2 separate regions of the Mus musculus genome follow, and region 2 is linked to region 1. The links are chromatin contacts, called in public HiChIP or PLAC-seq maps. All regions are on one chromosome and are shown on one strand. Each heading gives the region's core, a stretch centred on a gene start, on an enhancer-like site or on the middle of the called end of the contact. The rest is flanking DNA. Distances are from core to core; before and after follow the strand shown. Region 1 holds the start of P2ry14 (purinergic receptor P2Y, G-protein coupled, 14). Region 2 overlaps Mbnl1 (muscleblind like splicing factor 1).

The links. HiChIP or PLAC-seq counts read pairs in DNA pulled down with a chosen protein or histone mark.
Region 2: a contact with region 1 is called in an H3K27ac HiChIP or PLAC-seq map of microglia, with 5 times the contacts expected there. The contact joins the enhancer-like site here to the promoter of P2ry14 in region 1. A contact is called at or near these places in 3 of 39 promoter capture datasets (cranial neural crest, frontonasal cranial neural crest and pre-B cells), 2 of 115 datasets of contacts at active chromatin or transcription factors (large pre-B cells and microglia) and 1 of 9 other capture datasets (macrophages).

What each region holds. Positions count from the first base shown.
Region 1 is chr3:59,129,161-59,132,863 of GRCm38.p6, forward strand. P2ry14 (purinergic receptor P2Y, G-protein coupled, 14) reads right to left here and starts at 1,602. Exons shown (of 2, transcript NM_001287124.1): 1 at 1,334-1,602. The coding sequence starts at 1,336. The region is part of intron 15 of Med12l (mediator complex subunit 12-like); the gene reads left to right.
Region 2 is chr3:60,579,129-60,582,831 of GRCm38.p6, forward strand. All of the region lies in intron 2 of Mbnl1 (muscleblind like splicing factor 1), which reads left to right. Among named protein-coding and RNA genes, the nearest start is that of Mbnl1, 80 kb to the left of the region's middle. Within about 2 kb of position 1,818, at least 52 of the 459 cell types and tissues checked have an H3K27ac peak or open chromatin away from gene starts, as enhancers often do. A contact at or near this core is called in macrophages and microglia, where this site is marked.

The DNA.
Region 1 (3,703 bases), core at 352-2,851:
TCGCTCTGGCAGTACTGCCTCTCATTTACTGAGTTACTAGTGCAGAGGATGGGAAAAGAAGTAAATTTTTATTGAACAGCTGCTATGGGCAAGATATATAAGCCTTAGGGGTTTTTTTTTTTTTTAATTGTTGATATCTATTTGCTTAAATAGGTACTAGGACAGAGGTGAAGCGGGTTAAAAAGTTAAAAACCCAAACAAATAATGTTATTCAGGATCTCAGCATATCAAGATTTAGCTGTCTATCTGCAAGCTTGCTTCGCCCCCCCCCCCCTTTTTGGGACTCCAATAATATTAACTATTTTCTATAACTCGATTACTGCCCTTATTATGTAAACATCCAGCTAAAGGGCTAGCCAGTTCTGCACAGTCTTGCATTTCTCTCCTATTCATGCATAAATTACATTTTTTATTAGTCATAGTCATTGTATGCTAGAGACAAGGAAATAGATTGGGAGCCGGATGGTTTCTCTGAGTACTAGTCTTGCCCTTTAATTAGACAAGTCACCTTGACTCTGAAACTTGCTAAACTCAGTTTCAGATTGGTAAGACAGAGACATACAGAGATTTTTTTTTCCAGTGTCCCCTGCCTATTCGGAACACCCAGTGACCTGACGATCTGACAGCATGTGTTCCAAGTCTTAAAGGTGGAGGACAGTAACCTATGAGCTCAGTGCATGGACCTGTTAACTAGAAATCCTCCCTGTCATATAAAATCATGACATGCTGTCACAGTGTCTCTTGGCTCTTGTGCACATGACATGAGCTAAAGGCAGAGAAGGGTCTTCTTTATTTTTAGGAAGAGTGGTCATAGGTATTTTATACCCCAACCCATAACAATTTCTTGTGATTAGCTAATATTTTAAAGTTGTCAGGATATAGTAAATACTGAATTTACTTCTTTTAAACTTCCTTCAGCATGAGGGCACGCTGTGGTTGAGTCTCAAAACCTCTCCCTACAGTTGCAAGTTTACAAATTTTCCATCAAATGAGGTTTTTTTTTTTAACCTATCAATCTTTAGGTGGTTGAATAAATAAACTAGAGCTTACCATAAGTATATTTTAGGTTACAAAAATGTTAGTCAGGCTTCATTTAAGTTACTTTACAATTTACAGAAAAGTAGACTATAGATGGAACTTTGTAAGTATCTTCTTCATCCTCGCCACTCGTGAATTGAAACTAAAACCACTCTTTACGTATTTTTTTTTAAGCCTTAGAGGAAGAAATCAGAACTTAAGGATCAAGGAAATGAAAATATAAACCCTAAGACACAAGCACCAGGAGGCCACTCTGATTCCTCTTTCTCTCTTTTGAAATTAGAGTGTGACTTACCATTGCGTCCCCGTCCCCATCCGTAGCCCAGGCATCAGTGTGTCTGGAGGACAGCAGGGACTCCCTTACATGAACTCCTTCACGTCTGGCTTCAGCTCTGCTGGGGTGGCGGCCTTCATGCTCTGTATTTGTTTTCTTTCCTAAGCATTTTAGTTATTGAGCTGCCTTTGCTCCGAGGGTTGCGTCATAACCCAGCTGCACTTGTCCCCTTCACAGGATCAGATAACTCCTTTTAACCCCATCTCTGCTACTGCACACTGCTATTCTGCATCAGCCTGAGAGCTTGCTTAAAAGAGGAACTCCCAATTCCTAGTCCGTGAGCCCACAGAAGAAAATCATGCTTCATTACCTTGCTGAACGTAGGGAAAGTCCAGTCTCACCTATAAATCCAGTGTTCCATTCATCACATAGGAACAATTTCGGAGACTCAAAGTGCAGAAAGCCATCTTACTTTGGGATTACCTGTAGTCTTTGACTCTACCCTGAACTGGATGGAATTTTCCTACTTACCAATTCTTCTGGCCTCCACAGTCCCTGTAGGTAAGATTGGTTCAGCGACTTAGTATAACATCTGACTGGTACTGAGGGAAATGTACTTTGCTTTTTAGCTTGGGCTGTTCATGTTGACAAGCGGGAAGTGCTGCATTAGGGCTCAAACCAAAACATTTAAAGTACCCTCTGAAATGTTGATGGCTCGCCAAATTCCTGAGCATCCAGCAGTACAGATTTCCACCAGCTTTTGGAGGCCGGCTCTAGTTTGTGCTTATATAAGTTGGAGCTGATGTAGATTTGCTAAGGGTTACAGATTGTCAAGGCCTGATCAAGGGTAAACAGCATGAAGGGGTGTGTGAAGAGGGAGAGGAACCCAGCCGGCAGGAGGATGGATTGTTCCCATGTCTAGCCATGACCTTTTGTGTGAAGCTGTAGTAATAATAGCTACAGTGTTCTCTGTTTGGATTCATTTTAAAGTTTTGATTCACATGGTTTTAACTAGCTAAGGTTCCCCCACTCCCCTTTGCTTTATTTTTTCTGGAAAACTGAACATTTATCTGAGAGTAAAGCACACCTGTGTGGGTGTCCACAGGAGCCTTGCCCTGTACTGGCAATGCAGCAACAGATGAGCAGAGAGTGGTTCAAAAGATGCCAGCCCCCTCTTTGGGACACACATGCCCTGTCCTTGTGGGATGCTAATTGTGCCCAGTCTGCACCATCCTTTAGTGGTGCGTAGGGACTTCCGACCTTTCTCCAGTTTATCAGCACAACTCCGGTCTGATTTTGGATAGCACTATTTCCATGTTGGTTTGCTAACTGACCTGTTTCTGAGTATTTAACAAATTGTTCCCATGGATTTTTTTTTTTTTTTTTTTTTTTGCTCTCCAGTTGTACTCTGGATTAACACAATACCACACCATCTCTCTGTACCATTATGCCGAGGTTCCTCCATGTGCTTAAGCCAACTTTGAATGCTTCCACCCAGCACTGGACCTGGAGCATTTTCTCTGGTCTTTCTTAGATTTCTCTCTCTTTTTTTTTTGGTCTCACCATTTTCCCCTCCCGCCCAACTCTGTCTTACCGAATCAAAAGTAAAAGTTCCTCAAACTGTCTCGTATCTCCTAAGCAACTATCAAACTGTTCTTCTAGCATCCTTTGCAGATGCATTAGAAAATAGTTCCTGTGTGCTGTCTTCACTTCCCTTCTACCTTGTAATCTATTTTCCTGTGTGACTTCATGGAAACTGCACAAATCCAGCCCCACTACCCATTGCTCAGCCTACTCGTTATTTTTAAAAGATATATAAAGGCAGCATTTGTTTTTTAATTGTGAAAGTGCACACAAATGTTCTGTCTTGACCTGTTTTCTTTTCTGAAATAACCCTGTTGTGAGTTTCAGGCTCACCTGGACTTCCTGTAGGAGCTCAGCAGCCTCAGAGCTTGTAGTCCTTGTGTCTTTGTACTTGTGGATGGAGTTAGGTGTGTGCCCCACACCTGGCCTTTGGGTTTTAAATAGTGTCTCTCAGAGCAGAGTCTGAACACCTCACCTTACCCCAGCCTCTCCAGTGCTGGGATTACAGGTTCAAACCACCACACTCAGTCTCTTGACCACTTCTCAGGGATGGTTCAGTGACATATGTGTTACCTCATTGTCACGAAACCATGACCACCATCATTCTCAGAAATCTGTTCATCTTGCAAAACTGAAACTCTAACACCATTACAAAAGCATCTCTTTGTCTCTGGAAGCTGCCACCCTGCTTCCTATCCACGTGGATTTGACTTCAGTAGGTACTTTAGACGTGTGGCATCACTTAGCCCTTGGGTGGCTGGCTTATTTCACTTAGTATATTATGATTTTGGTTCATAACATGCTGAA
Region 2 (3,703 bases), core at 568-3,067, 1.5 Mb after region 1:
TTCAGATTTGTTCAGTATTCAAAGCTACTGTTGAATTCCTGCCTTTCTCCTACATTTCCATTTCTTTTTTCCAACTTCTCATACCAATGAGCATTCCTCCCTTTGACCTTGTCATTTGCATTAGAACACTTGCTTCTTTGGACCTTAGACTATCATCAAGGGATCATAACTTTTCATCTAGCTCCAGAAGTCTAGGAGAGCTGACCACCTTGAAGGACTCACTTATTCGCTGCCTTTAGCTCTTGTCGATATTGTTTTGCTTTTATAGCATACTGTTAAGCATGGGCCAGGCATGAGCACCATGACAGTCTCCAAGAAAACACCCTTACACACTTCAGGGCGTTACAGAGTATATGTGAGAGCCAGAAAAGCAAATTGACCAATGAGGTGTTGGCATCGTAATTGGAAGCAATGAGAAATAGCACACAGTTGCACGAGGCGAGCTGAATGTCTGTCCCTTCCCACCCCCACCTCATAGGCTCATAGTAGAGCACATTTTGAAAATTCTGAGGAATTCATTCCAATTCTATTTTGGTAGGCAAGGAAAATTTAGAAAATTGGTAATAAAGTATTGCCAGTCTCTACTGTCATCTCAATGAATCACAAACTTTAGCTTCTTTTACTGAGCATGGATACAAACACAGAATCATTGAGTCCCATAATTTTGTTTTTTAAAAGTGTATCTGTTCGTAATGGAGAGAATTGAAATTTATACGTGGCAGGGGTAGCAAAGTCATTTCTCTTTATAGTATCAGGTTTTAGGAAGCTCCATTCTCCCAAAATATGGCGCTCATTCTCTCTACCAAAGGAGCCATTTCCTGTCAATGTCAAGGGACAAATGGCCAATGGGTGTTGACTGTTGACCAACCAAAACCAGTGCTGGCCTTTAGGCTCTTTCAGTATAGCAGCACAACTATTCATGGCTCTTTTCAGCGCTTCTGATCCTACCTCCTGCTTTAAACTCCAACTCCTGGGCTTCCCTCTTTCAGCTTCCCTCTCTCCCTCTCTGTTCCTCTTGTGGTCTGGACTCTTTCAGATGCCTTTGGCTGTGTCCTTCTTCGTATCTACAATTAAAGTCTTTCCATCAACAACACTTCGGAGTAGTCAAGTCTTTAGTTTATAAATCTAGTGCCTAAACCCTCAGTTTATACATCTGGTCCTGAAAGCTCTGGGTGGGAGCACAAATGGATCCCTCCCTTTCAAGGGGTCTTGCCTTTCCTAAGCAAACGAAGCTGCAGACTTGACTCTCCTAAGATACGCATGTATCTGTTTTGTTTTTATTTATTTAATTCTAGAGTCTTCCTCTTCCTTGCTTCTTCCTTTCACCTTCTGTACTTCTGCTGTGGTATTCGGGGCAGCTCTCTGGCTCCTGGAGCCTGCTTCCCCCTCCTGGGTGCCCTTCACAAATAAAGGCTCTCTCTCCCTCCACCTCCTCAGTCCTCTTCTATTGAGTAAATTTAACTGCAGCACTATCTGCTTTGTCTCTGTTGACTTGCTGGAGCTTACTATTACTATAAAACCATTCTTCTCAGCCTCCTGGGCCCCTGTCATATAGAAAATGGATGCCTCTCCTCTGTGACTGGAGATATCTCTCTCTCTGACAAATCTCTCAGTGCATTTGAGCATGCCCCAGATTGAAGCTCTTGTTGCACAGAACACTTATCCTCTCCCTCACGCCTTTCTCCTTCACTGCATGTTCTCGGCTCCCTCCGAGCTTCCTCCTCTCTGCTAGAAGCTGCCTGCGTGGTCTCTCTCCATAGCTTGCTAGAACCCGTTGTTTCTTCCTTTACCTTCCCTGACCTCTGTGATACAGACATCCTCTGGGGTGGAGTTCCTGTTTGCAGCCCTGTCCCTCCTGTCTGTCAGCTTCCTCCTAATTAGAACCCTCCCTCTGGTGGAGTTCCTGATTTTTCCTTTTTCTCTTTTCCTCTTTGGAGCCAGAGACTGTATGAAGCCATGATGTCTGGCTGAAAAAGGTGACCTTAGTTTAGTGCAGTAGCGCCAAATCAATTTGCAAATTCCCACATATTGTAAAACATTTGCCATCATACAAGCAAATATTCGACAAAAGTCTCTTATCTCTAAGCTTTTTCTACTTTCCACTCTAGAAAATCTTTTATCTCTATGCTTTTTGCTCTTTGCTCTCAAAAATTATTTTAAAACTATTATATAAACTCTGTAAAATTTGGAACAAAAGTTAGCTTAAAATTTGCAACCAAAAGCTAATACGTTAAAAAAAAAAACAAAAAACAAAAAACAAGACTATACCTAGGTAATCTTAATTTTCTCTGTGATACTATATGTGTAGCTCGGATTCAACATGTTTAGGGAAAACACACACACACATACATATGTATGTATATGTGTGTGTATATATATGTATGCATATTGAATATATGAATATGTATGTATATATATTCAACTCTTGTTAAGTAAAATAGATGTTTCTAAATAGTAGCCACCATGTGACTGCACCACCATCTTCTTTAAGATGACCACGTGCTATAAACCAGCTAAGGCAGCACCCATAAAACATTTTAGACCTCTTGAACCCCAAGATTGTCTTTGTGTCTCCTTTTCACACAAAGGAAACAGCTGCAGGTCTTAAAGACATTTTGGATTAGGATGACTCTTTATATGATAATGGAAAGAGTTAAAATTTATACATGGCAGTAATAGCAAAATGACTGTTCTTCACTTTACTCGAGACATTAGAAACAGTAACTCTAGGCTAAGGACCTTAAGGTGAGCCTTAAACAATGCTCTGCTTTAGGAGAGAAAGAGAGAAAAAGGGGGTCTGGAGAGAAAGAGTTGGGGGCTATGTGACTTATTTTATGAAATAAAATTTCACGCATCTTTCTAAGATAAAAAATTTAGAATGCAATTGAAAAATTAGAGTAATATTAAAGGGATAGAAAGTTTAACCATATGAGCCCTTGTACATATTTACACTTTATTTCAAGTGCTGTTTGAAAACTCTAAAGAGGGGTGGGGATGAATGGAAATCTTCTGAAATTCAGCATACTTCTCCTACCTCTGCCCATGAATAAACAACTGTCCTAGAATTTGTATCTTTGCAACCACAAAAGGGCAGAACACCTAATGTTAGTCATTAGTTTTTGAGTAATAAACGTCTGATTTAACTTTTCTTAACCACTTTCTATTTTAGTATGCCCTGGCAAATTACGTAAGAGCCATAATTGGGTGAGCTCTAATGTCTGGGCAAGGAACTCACTTGAGAAGAAGAGAGATCTGTTACAAAAGCAGCAGCTCGGGACATCTCAGTGTCCTGCCAGCACTATGGTATCCCTATGAAAAACAGCTGCTCCAGCTTGGTACAGTAATGTAAGAAAAGCTTCTAGAAGATGCAAACATATTCCTCAGGGTCCACACTTCTGTCAGGGACTTTTTTATGTCATATTTAAGAAGAGAGTGGCTACAGTTTTCTTTTTTAATAGGGTATTACAAATGATTTTGAAGTTTTGATTTGTGCAGGTGCAGGCCTGTCGGACTATTCACCAAAGAGTAGTCCTGGTAATTTCTTATATTAATAATTAGAGGGGGTTTTCCTGCTGTTTATTGTGTCAGGATGGCTTTGTGTGTTCCCTTGGCCTGCTTCACTTGATCAGTTTAAGCAGCTGTTTTGCCTTAGGTCATTAGGTAGTAAATAACCACACAAACTGCTATTAACTCTTGGATTTGT